Regions from separate parts of the Pan troglodytes genome. Here region 2 is linked to region 1. A link is a contact called in public Hi-C data. All regions are on one chromosome and are shown on one strand. The core of a region is the stretch at or near the end of the contact, and the rest is flanking DNA. Distances in the headings are between cores, read along the strand shown. Region 1 has its middle 160 kb from the start of RND3. Region 2 holds the start of RND3 (Rho family GTPase 3).

The links. Hi-C and Micro-C count contacts between places; a contact is called where the count stands out from the background.
Region 2: a contact with region 1 is called in a Hi-C map of stem cell-derived neural progenitor cells, with 3 times the contacts expected there. The contact joins the promoter of RND3 here to the enhancer-like site in region 1. A contact is called at or near these places in 1 of 7 Hi-C or Micro-C datasets (stem cell-derived neural progenitor cells) and 1 of 1 datasets of contacts at active chromatin or transcription factors (stem cell-derived excitatory neurons).

Annotation. Positions count from the first base shown.
Region 1 is chr13:52,358,820-52,364,970 of NHGRI_mPanTro3-v2.0_pri, forward strand. No RefSeq gene overlaps it. Among named protein-coding and RNA genes, the nearest start is that of RND3, 160 kb to the right of the region's middle. Within about 2 kb of position 3,737, at least 10 of the 24 cell types and tissues checked have an H3K27ac peak or open chromatin away from gene starts, as enhancers often do. A contact at or near this core is called in stem cell-derived neural progenitor cells, where this site is marked.
Region 2 is chr13:52,517,670-52,523,820 of NHGRI_mPanTro3-v2.0_pri, forward strand. It overlaps RND3 (Rho family GTPase 3), which reads right to left and starts at 3,198. Exons shown (of 5, transcript XM_009443462.5): 1 at 2,729-3,198; 2 at 2,164-2,251. The coding sequence starts at 2,878.

The DNA of each region.
Region 1 (6,151 bases), core at 2,487-4,986:
AATTAAACATGGGATTTTGAAATCAACTATGTAGATTTACTTAAATTGACTAAATCCCATTCTAGTACAAATTATTTGCAGCTTTATTAGTTGCATAATTCTAGGTCACTTCTGGTTGCATTTTTAGACTCACCTTTCAAAAGTACATTTTAAAAATGATCTTCCAAGATCAAAATCTCTGATGTACAGTTAAGGTCAATAGTCAATCTTCCCTCACTAAAGCAGTATCTCTTTGGTCTTGCATAGGGTCCTCCACTTTTTGTCTTTACAAAATTGTTTTTGTCCAGTGTTCATCCTATTGGTTGCCTCCTAGTAACAATGCTAAGAAATCAATAACATTAAACTCTGAAACTCTCCATCTGCAAGTGCAAAACGTTACATTACAGGTTATCTCTGTCACCCCAAGTCCGTTTGCTCTGTTATAATTGTTATCGCTATAGTATTCCTGTTCTTGTCCTAGTACTGCATTAATCCAAGTATCATAGTCACCGTAGGAGCTGACCTGTCATGTAATTCCTCTTGCAGCCCCTGGAATGTTTCCAAGCATGCCTTAGGATAGTATTATTGCTTGAAAATGCTTTCTACTCACAGGGAAAGAAGGCTGGCTGGAAGACTGTTGGAGGATTGTTATATTTAAGAAGGCATCAGGTTGATTTGCCATGGCTTTATAATTTTTTTTTCCATTTAAATATCTTTTAGACTTCCTTGGAAGACTGCTTGATTCTACCTACTTTAAAGAAGCCCTGTTTTCTTCGGTCTCCTACCTAACCTCTCACTCTTGCAGGAAGTAGATCCCCAAAATAACAGGTGATAAAAATGATAATTGGCACTACTGACAATGACCTGTTCATTCAAAATGGATTTCAGACCCAAACTAGGCAACAAAAAAGCTAGAATACACCTGTTCAGCCCAATGACAATCTTAAGTGACTTATACATACAGGCTAGTGATCAGTAAATATATGATAATGATGCCTGGTCATTTTGCCACCTTGTGAGACAGGTCTGGGATGTGACCCAGATGGAAAGTTTTGTAGGATAGAGCAGGAGTGATCCAGGTATTCCTCCAAGGTCATTAATTTCTGTGTCAAATAACAAACAGGTTTCAATAAGGATTATTTTATAAATTGAGCAACCACAGATTATTCCTTGGATAGGTGAAAATTATTTTGGTGAAAAGGATAAGAGAAGCGCACTTCAGCTGATAGATGTTTCAATTTTTCTGAGAAAAGAAATGTATTTACCAGATCAGAATCATTTTGGTAAATTACATTTCAATGCTGAGTCATCTGCACAGCAGTGCGGTAGTGCACGCCCTTTTGAAAGATAAATTGTACAGCTGCATTATTCAAATCTCTGCATTAGAAATGGCTTGAGACGAGCTCTGAAAGGAACTTAATCCATACACAAAAACTTCTAGCTTTTGCAATTATCTTTTAAAGAAGAAAAAGTTCCAAAGATCTTAGAAAGAATCTCCAGGAAATATTTACGCTGAAAGTAACATTGCTGTGAATGACTGCCTTGTTTTAGACTTCACAAAAATTGTGACTGTGACTACCAGATGGATAAGAATGATGCAAAATTCAAGATGGCATTGCTAAGGCTGGTTGTTACATGAAATTGAATAAAATTCCAAACTATTTTACTGCTTAATTTGACTCATCCTCATTTTCAGTTTTATTCACTTCACAGTTGCATGAGAAGCAGTGTGATATTCGAGGATAGAGGTTCTCAAACTGTCTTCCCAGACTAGCAGCATCAGCAGCATCAGGGAAGTTGTTGAAAAGCAAATGCTGTGGCCCTCTGCTGCAGACCTACTGAGTCAGAAAGTCTGGAGGTGAGGCCCAGCTATCTGTGCCTAACAGTCCTTCATGTGCTTCTAATCATGCTACCATTTGAGAACCTTCCTACTAAAATCTCTGGAATTAGGAGAGTCTGCAATTCACCAAATCAGCTGGATGAACATAAATAAATCCTCCAACGTCTCTGAATCTTAATTTCTTATCTGCAAATTGAGGAGTGTGGGCTACATGATTTCTAATGTACTTTTCAATTTTGTAATTCTGCACTAATACTTCTACATGGAAATTTAAATTCCACCGTAATAGCTCAGTGTTGAAAGTCAGAAAGCCGTGATTTCAAATTCTGGCCTTACTCCTTAATAGTTGTGTCCTTCTTCTTATGTTTAGCCTCTCAGAGCCTCAGTTTCCACATTTGTAAACTGCAGATAACAATAGTGCTTATGTCATTAGTTTGTTTGTTTGTTTGTTTGTTTGTTTTTTGAGATGGAGTCTTGCTCTGTCACCCAGGCTGGAGTGCAGTGGCGGAATCTCAGCTCACTGCAACCTCCACCTCCCGGGTTTAAGCGACTCTCCTACCTCAGCCTCCCAAGTAACTGGAATTACAGGCATGCACCACTATGCCTGGCTAATTTTTTTTTTATTTGTTGGTAGAGATGGGTTTCACCATGTTGGCCAGGCTGGTCTCAAACTCCTGGCCTCAAGCGATGCACCCACCTCGGCCTCCCAAAGTGCTGGGATTACAGGCGTGAGACACCAGGCACCCGGCTATGTCATTGATTTTTGAGGGTTAATGGAGATAATACATGTAGAGTGCTAAGTATGGTAGTTGGCATAAAGCCTCAATAAAGGATAGTTACTATTTGGAGGTGAAGCTCTGAAAAAGATGCTTAATTTTCAAAGTCATAAAATTAGAAAAGAGACTTCCCTTTGAAAGCCTATGTAGCAAGGAGCAAAGACTGCAAGATTCAGAACAAATGGGCATTTCAGCTTCAGTTACTTGTCATTAACTGATTTAGGCTGTTAGAAAATGCATTGGCACTTAAGATTTCCATTCTTCTGTGAAGAAAAAGATGTGTGTGTTTTTCACATTATTTGGATAAACTACAATTATTTTAAAATATGAAGAGAAATTCAGTAAAATTTTGGTAAGACAATAAGATGCTAATGTGATGGTGGTAAAGTTTTTTTCTTCACAGCTTTATTTTTGTTTGGTTAAAAAAAAGAAAACACAGTTGTTTATAGTGTATTTGCAAACAATCAACTAGGAAATCATGCATTAATTGTTCAGATGAAAGCATGATGCTGCTCATATTTATCTGTGTTTATCACGGCACCAGACGGCCTGATTGGGAAAGTACTTCGTAGCAGGAGAGCCCAAGACACAGCAGCTAAATAGATGCCTCTTTAATGTGAGGTGTTCAGTATCAGATGGGGCTTTGTTGACCTTGTTCCTAAGCACAATCAGCCTGTATGGAGGGCTCTGTGCAGCAGCGCCTAGGCCTCTGTTTTAGTTCTTAATTTCTTTCACGGCATCAAAAGGCTTTTCTATTCAAAAGCTTTTCTTTTTCTTTTACTCGTGAGCCTCTGCAATTGAGGCAGAACTGCAATCTACCAGCAGCAGCCTTTGTTCTGGCCTTTCAGGAGGCTGGCGAGCAGTGTGAGTCCTTCCTAATTAGCCTGCGGACCAATGAAATAGTTCTTTGAGCCAGGAGAGGCTGCAATCCCACAGCCCAAATGGCAGAAAACGGGGGAAAGGCCTCTTTAATTAAGGCCCAACAAAACTGGGTAAAAAATGGTATTTTGCTCTCTACAAATGTCTCTTTTAAATCCCTGTAAATGCTGGCACATGCACATGCTTTTAAACTGTGCCTTCCCTTTCGCCAATGTACTGTCGGTCTGCTTTGGCTAAAGACTGCAGAATTTATTGGTCCGTAAGAGTTTAGGACCCAGCAGCCTTGGGCTGTGTCTGTGTTTGCATTTGCACGAGAAGTACAGGCTGTGCTGGAGGCAAAGAGCTGATAATCAGGAGATGGTCTTCACTTATAAAAGTGATGCATGACAGCCCCACCTTACAGGCTTGGCATTTACACAGGACGTTCACAAATGTCACTGCACAAAAATCCTGCCAGCACCGCAGATGTATTAATTTATTAGTTTCCTCCATTGTTTTGTTCCTCATTTATGTCTTTTGACTGCAATGCATTTATTTTTTTCTTCACTGAACTCTTTAGTAGCTTAATATTGTACAGGTTAAGAAGATAGTTTTGGGCATGGCACTATGCATTATCCTTTCAGACCACCTTTTACATATGTGGTAACTTTATCTTACTATGCCTGAGTGAATGATTAGGTTTTGCTCCCTTATTTTTAAACTGAAAATACTTTCCCCAATTTTCAAATTATACACATTTGTTGCAAAAAAATATTTTAAGATATCTAATGCAGATAATTATAAGAAGAAAGGTACTGCCATTTAGAGATAAGTACCATTAACATTTTGTAGTAAATCAGTTCATCTGCATATGCTCATGCAAATTTACACAAATAAAATGTTTTCATATATATTCTTGTCGCTTGACAACATGTGCGGATGTACATTTAAGTCAGTACGTAGGACTGCATTATCATTTTTAGTGGCTGTGTATTACTAGTCTTTTGAAGAATAAAAAAGACCATGATTAGACATAATTATTGTGTTTACACCTATTTAAGATCTGATTAGATTCCTTTGAATGCATCACAACATTAGGCAATTTCAAATTCCCACTTCAATGAAAGTCTTTATCTTTTGTAGGTAATATAGTCTCGACAGAAATATATATGATAAAATAGAATAATTGCATGTATTTTATATGATGGGAGTAAGAAATACACACAAGCATACACGATACTTTTATTTTTAATTTTTTATTAAACAGAATTATTTTTCCAGCGTGACAACTGCAGGTAATTTGCTTTTAGTCAGAGAATGTCAGTGGTCTCTTGAAAGCTTTCTTTGTGAACATCTCAAAATAGTTTGGTTCGTTTAAGTAGTCTGTGCCTATAAACACCAAACATTCAGTCAATTTATTACAAAGTTGGTCAAACATTGAAATGTTCAGCAGATTTTTTGTTTGAGCTCATTATGAGCGAGGCATCATGTGGACACATTCTGAGTAAATGGGAACAGAAGGAAATAGAATAACTCCTTGAAGTCTGTTCTATTTACTCTCCAATACCTATCCTAAAATATGTATGCCTCTAACATGGACAACATCATATAAGGTGTGATATACTGGGGGAAAGACTAAACGTAAAAACAGGCTGCCAAAGATTCATTGTTTCTACCCACAATCAATACTTTCCGGCCGCTATGTCATTATCTATAAAAGGAGGAAAATGTCTCAAAGGAACACTGTAAGGATCAAACATGATAATGTCAATAGCTAGTACTTCATATTTTAATTATATTCAGAAAAGATTCTTTAAGTACCTACCATGTTTCAGGCTTGGTGAAAAACAAAACAAATTTTATTTCTGTAGCATATCATAGCATACAGAGGACTATCACATATATGATCTCATTTTTTTACTAAAACTTGGAGTCACTGCTGCAATTATCATCCTCGTTTTACAATAGAGGAAACTGAATTTCAAAGGCAAAAAAAAATAATAATAATACTTTAAACCTGCAAAGCTTGCTAAATTTTAGAGTCGAAACTCAACCTCAAATTTTCTTATTCCTGGATTCAGGAATAATGTTCAAGCACCTAAGCTTAGCAAGATCTTGAAACAACATGATGAGTGCCTTCAAAAATGAATTTACAGATGCTTAGACATTTTCTTTTTATGACCATCTCTTCGATGAAAGTGTGACAGTTAAGTGCAATGGAAACCTGTGGAGGTGTTTCTCTAAGTGCTTTAGCTGCTTAAAGCAAAAATCATGGTGCTTGGTGATCTGAGGAGCCGAACTGTGAGACAAGGAAAATGTAGAGTTTTGGAAGTGTGGAGTGGAGTTTGAGGTGAGGTTTGTACATCCACAAAAAGACACCAAATAGGCAGGTGAAAATGTGGTTGAGAGCTCAGAAGAGATGCTTGAGCTAAAGTTGTGCAATGTGAAACTCATACATCTGAGTTAGCACCTGGAGCTGTTGGCATGGGCGGCTAGATGGCTCTATGAAAACCTTCTTGGTGCTCACATATATCCAGAAGTAAAAAGAGGAAGAGCAATCAAAAAAAAAAAAAAAAGAAGAAGAAGAAGAAGGCTGGGCACAGTGGCTCACGCCTGTAATCTCAGCACTTTGGGAGGCCAAGACGGGTGGATCACGAGGTCAGGAGATCAAGACCATCCTGGCTAACACGGTGAAACC
Region 2 (6,151 bases), core at 1,948-4,447, 160 kb after region 1:
TAAATCCACCAGGAAGCCTGGCTCTGCCCAGAACCTGGCTTGCTTTGTAGGCTGTGAAAACCCCAGCACGGGATGCCAGATCCCCTAAGACTAAGAGCTGAAGCCAACCAACATCCTGGGAAACAAAAAGACCTGCCTGTCCAGCGTAATAAAGCCAAGAAGTGTACAGCTGGGAGAGATCCTGCACATCATCTAGCTCAGTGTCCTCTTTTTACAGATGATGAAAATGAGACCCAGGGAGATAGGGGATTTGCACACAGAAATCCATGGTAACCAGGAGCTAAGATCTAAACACAGCTTTGTATCAACGACTGGTTCAGACACACTGCTCCACCCCGTGCCAAAATAATTTTTATCGTGCATTAGGTCCAAAGAGGGCTGCCGGTTGGGGCAGGGAGTACTGGTGCTTATTATCGGTACCACACCAGCTGTGCCATCCAGTAGGCATAACAAATACATACCATGATATGTCTGGGAATCAGAGCCCATTAAGTACCAGGCTGTAAAATAATTCTGATAGGAACTACTGAAATAAGGAACCACTTGAATTCTGTCTACCAACACCTTCTCCAGAGTTTCGAGTCTGTGTACCATCCTCAACAGAAAACACGGCGGCAAAGTCCTGATTCTGCTGCCCTTGGAACGGCTGAGAAAGAGCCTGACTCCAGGGGGAAACAAAATCAGCCCTTCTCACTGCAGCAGTCGGAGCATCTGGCACCGACCATGAGAGGCGCTCGCTCGTGCGAGACTTCTCGCTTGCCTTTGTGCTGGGACTGCCTCTGGCGACCCTGTCAGTCTGGTTCCTTCCTCTTGCTCTCTGAACCCCCGCGTCCCTTGGGGGCTCCAGCGGTTCAAGCCCAGGGCTGTGGGAAGCTCAGAAACACCTCCACGAGGCCACTCCCCGCTGGGCGCGGCTCCACCTCGGGGCCTCCCTGCCTAACAGCAAACCTGCTTGTTGGCACTTGCGCGTTCCTCCTCGCCAGTTTCACCCGGATTTGGCTCGGTCCGCCAGCAACCCAGCTCCCTGCTAAATTCCCAGCCCTAAGCGCAGGGGCCTTTACCCAGCCTTCCCAGTGGGTCCTGCTTTTCCATAGCCGACACCCTTCTTGGAAACAAACTCGCTAGACACCGCCGGTTAGGGCGGCGGGTGCCTATGTCCCAGCCCAAGACCTCAGATGCTGCCCCCCTGCCACTCCCCGGCCTTTGACCTGGCCTAAACCCCTAACTCAGCCGGGGGGCCGGATGCCTTCCCACCGGGAGGGTACCTAGCCCTCCCTACCACCGCGCGCCAGGTAGGTGGGTGGGCGCATGGGAAAGCAATAACCCGGCCTTGAACCTCAGACCCATGAATATAACCCACCGCGGCGCCAATAATTCAAGTAGACTGGAAGGTCAAAGGCGAATAGTGTTGCCCGCGGCCTTGGAGGCAAGCCGAGTGGGGGATGCAATAGAGGTCAGGAGGGGCTGGTGTGGTGAAGGGGAAACGGACGTGATCACTGGGATGGAGTGGGGGGAAAAGGGAAAGGCTCGGTACAGGTGGGCACCGAGGCACCGCGGGCGGCCGGCAGCGCGAAGAGGAGGTTCAGCTGCTGCCCGGCCCCTGCGCCACCAGCGCATTCCTGGGTGTAGGCGTCACGGGCGCCGCGGCTGCCTGCGCTCAGTTTCTTTCCCCTAACAGCGGCAATTGCACGTAACCGCGTCGCCTCTGGGATTTTCTCCCGCCTCCCATCACCCCCGCGGCGCTCCCCGCCTCCCCGCCAACCAGCAGGTTAGATATAGGAGGGGCGCCCGCCTTGAGCCGGGTGGTTCCGCCGAGGCGCACGCAGCGCCCATGCAACACCCCACAGTATCGGGCCACCTCGGCCGACCCAAGGCGACTTGACCACGACTCCGCGGGCGGACTGCGCCTGGCCACTAGTGGCTCCAACGGCGGGGTCACCCTGCGGGCACACAGCGCTCTCCTCTCCCCACTGCTATCTCCTCGTCCACGCTGTCGTCTGCCGCCCCCACCCAGAAAGGATACAATTTTCGCCCAACAGGGACCGTGGGAATCCCTTGGGAGGGGCGCAGACGGCTTGTAGCGCGCGGTTTCCCGAGACCCGCCGCGCATCCCCCAGCGACTGGAAACCCGCCCCAAGCGCCACGCGGTCCTCCCACTCTTACCCGAAGTGTCCCACAGGCTCAACTCTATTCTTTGTGTGTCGATTTCAAAACTGGCCGTGTAATTCTCAAACACTGTAGGAACGTAATTCTGGATAGACAAAATGGGCAAAAGAGGAAGGAAAGAGGGCAAAGAGGTTACGTTTAAACGCACGACACCCATTGAACACCCTTCCCCTCCCCGCTCCCCAGTTAAGAAAGAAAACCTTCACACATCAGACCACACACTAAGCACATGGACCCTTTCCGAAACCCCTGTCCTACTCCCCACTCACCCCACCCGGCTCTCACAGATCTGCTGACCCGAATCTCCCAACCCCAGGTTATGCACACAGGAACGAACAAGTTTCAGGAGCTAACCAGCCCATGTGCAGGCGCGTCCCAACCCTAAAAGCTTCCAGCGCACTTTCCCTTTCCCCGCAGTCTAATCAGGGGAAAGTAGTGAGGGCCGAGAAAGACTTTTTTTTTTCTTTTTTAAGGGAAAACGGATGAAAGCGGGGAGGCCCACCTCGGGACTGGGATCCCACTGGCCGACCCCCTCGTGGAAGCCGCGGCCGGCCACACTCACCTCGGGGAAGCAGTCCTTGGCGAAGACATGGAGCAGCGCAGTTTTTCCACACTGACTGTCTCCCACCACAACTATCTTGCATTTCACGTTCTGATTAGGATCCATGATAGATTTGCTGGATAATTTCTGGCTGGCTCTTCTCTCCTTCATTGATGTTGCCTTATTTTCTCTTGGAACAGGAATTTTCTCTTAAGAAGAAAATATATATATATATATTTCTCTCTTTACAAAAAGCAGATAGAAAAATAAATCACAAGGCTGATGGGCAACCCCTGAAACGCGGCGCAGACGAGGAGGAGAGCGAGAGGAGCAGGCTGGTTACTCCCCTCCAACAAGTTTTAAGCCTGACTCCTCACCGCGCCTCCCAAGTCCAATTCCGAGCCGACTGCTTTGTTTCACGCTCTCTGCGCGGCTTTATACGCCCGGCCTTCCAATCCTCTTCTTTCTCAATGAGAGGAGGAAACTGATCTGCCTCCTCCCCTTTTATGGAGCCTGGGAGCGAGCGCTGTTGGCGTTGCATGCCGAAAATGTAAGCAGTGCGCCCTCTAGGGTGCCCATTCGGGATCTATTTTAGACCAAGGCTCTTAGACAACATGAAGATCCCAAAGATGCTTTGCTGACAAGTCCACAGGGCAAGGTGGGAAACTGGTATCTGTGCATACTGATTTGAACTACAATCCCTTTAAATATAGTTTAATAGGGGCTTATCTGTAGAAGCCTCATGAGCATTTATGAAAACAAAAACATTTCCCACCCAAGTTAAAGGACAGTGATAAAACATAGGAAGCAAATCTTGGGTGGAGAATAGTTGAGTGGTTCTATTTTTTTTTTAATGGTTTGTATCAGGTACATAGGCCATGGACCAATAGATCAGCCTCTTTATTCCAGATGCAAGAACAGGCTTGCCTGGGTCACGGTAGTAGACTGGCTTCTGAAACCTGTCAGTTTCAGTCGTACAAGTGGAGGCAGAAAGGTTTCGAGGGGTGGGTACAGGAGGTGGGAGGGAAGAAGAAAGAGAAGTGGAAGATGCCCATGACTGAGTGACAAAGGCCATTGGAAACTCAACCCTACTGCGCTAGGGACCCAAACACTTGTCAGCTTAGTTGCACCTCCCCACATTTGCAGTGAGGGGACTGGTGGGGGGGCAGATTTTGATACTGTCTATTAATTCTTTATCTATAGCCTCCATCTTCCTGGAATCAAAGCACCCTAGACTGGACTCAGAAGGCACAAACATCTTTAGCTGAAAAATGCAGATACAACCCTCCACCCTCTCTTCTGTCCTCCTCCACATCCACCTCCCGAGCCCTCCAACTCTTCCCCGCAAGCAAAAATCTTAGAAAGGACCAGAATAGCCCACACATTTGTTCTTTTTCTATGAGAAGTCTTTCTTTTTCTCATCTTCAGCTCCTGCACCCTAAATGCTCAGGAGGTTTCAATTGTTACAATGTAGTAGCACATTGGCCAAAACCAGCTTATATGGTCCCCTGTGGAGACTCCTAGGCTTGTAAATGAGAAGATAAGGTGAAAACAAACAAATCAGAAAGTTTAACATGGGAAGTGAAAAGGCACAATGAAGAGTTGTCAAAAGCACTGATGTAAGTAGTGGACTGGTAGGGCCCCTGAAGCCTAGGGGATCCAGGAATGATGTCCTATTTGGGGCTGAGAAAATTGGAGCCCCCTCAAAGATCATTGACTCAGACTCCATCGGTGGGTCTGTGTTTACACAAGTGGAGGGTTGACCCACAGACAAGCGGGTTGCTGGCCCTGCTAGGGTTCCTAGAGCAGCCTTTGCCAATGTTTGTTCTTCTGAGCTTTAGTTCCCTTCTGACACAAAGGGTGCCATGGCCCAATTAGTGAGGGCGACACTGTACCCACATCACTCATTGAAGATTCGCCAAGCACACTAATGTTACAAACATTTAAAAATCCCAGAGAAAAGCAGACTATTTAACATAGTTTAACCTAGCATTTCCCAAAACTACTTAACACAGGAAACATTAATCAAATTATTCACGTTTGTTTACTTGTTTAAAAAGCAATGGGCATAGTAGTTGGGGCAGGAGATCACAAAGAGGTGTATTTAGGTCCCCAACTTCACATTTTCTGTATGACTTTGGATGGATTATTTAGCCTCTCTGAGCCTCAATTTCATCATCTGTAAAATAGGAGTCATAATGGTAATTATGAGGAAATGCAAGTGAAGTTTGCAGAATGGTTTCTGGCACAATAAAGAGTCCTTGACCTGTGTTATAGTTTGCATGTAAAATCTTATTTGCACTTTTCAGAACTGTTGAATGTGTCTTGAGAAATTCTGGCTTCATTGGTGGACTCACTAATTGGAGCTGTGTCCATCCTATCTTTTGTCTTATTTTTAACTTAATGAAATTACCCCTTTCCAGAGATATGATTTGACCTCCCATATTTCAGAATTGATGTAGCTTATATGGTTAAATCACTTTAACAGAAATAATTAAGAATGTTTATGAATTGGCTGATCAATGAATAGGGTAACCATATAATTTATCATCTAAGCTGGGATTTGAGAGCAAAAGGGGCACTACCAATGATTGTGGCTGGACAACAGGGGTAAACAGGGTCTATCCCAGGCAAAACAAGATGCATAATCACTTCACCATAGAATCATCTGGAATCATAGTGGATGACTATTTTTGGAAATCAGGTGACCTGAATTTCCAGGAATCTGCCAGTTGCTGAGCAAAATTTAATGGATGTATAATAGAGTAGAAAAACCAACTGCCTGAAGTCACCCGGATTTGAATCCCTCTAGGGTAAAAATTCTTCCTTTTCCTTTTTAAAATCTCTAGTGTTCAGTGTGAAGTGGATACTTAATATATTTTAAAATTCATCTAACATTTAGTTTAACAATTACTTACTCAGCATCTGCTGTAAACCAGGCACTGTTCTAGGATCTGCAGATAGAGCAGTAAACAAGACAGATCTGTTTGCTACTCTCAAAAAGCATACATTCCAGGCAGGAGATAGACAGTAAATAAAGAAGTAAGATCACCCCATGTTTTTCTTCATAGAAAACATGGCACGGCATTATTAAAGCATAGTAAGGTAGGGATCAGACCCATGGTCCAGCAGAAGGATGCTCACAGACAGTGGAAAGGTTACAGGCTGGAGGGAAAGGGCTTGGTAGGTTTGAGGAACAGAAGAAAGGCCAGAATGACTGGGGCCTGCTGAAGGAGGGAGAGTGTAGGTCGGGGAGCAAAAGGAAGCAGGCAGGGGCTGAATAATTGGCTGTAGAATTTGGATTTCATTCTCAGGGTAATGTGAAGTCAGTCATGGCAGGACTTGGAACAGGGTAGCAGCATGATTACATGAATGAATGAATGAATGAATGAATGACTCCAGTTCTTGGTCTGCACTGTCACTCACTAGCTGTGAAACCTTGAT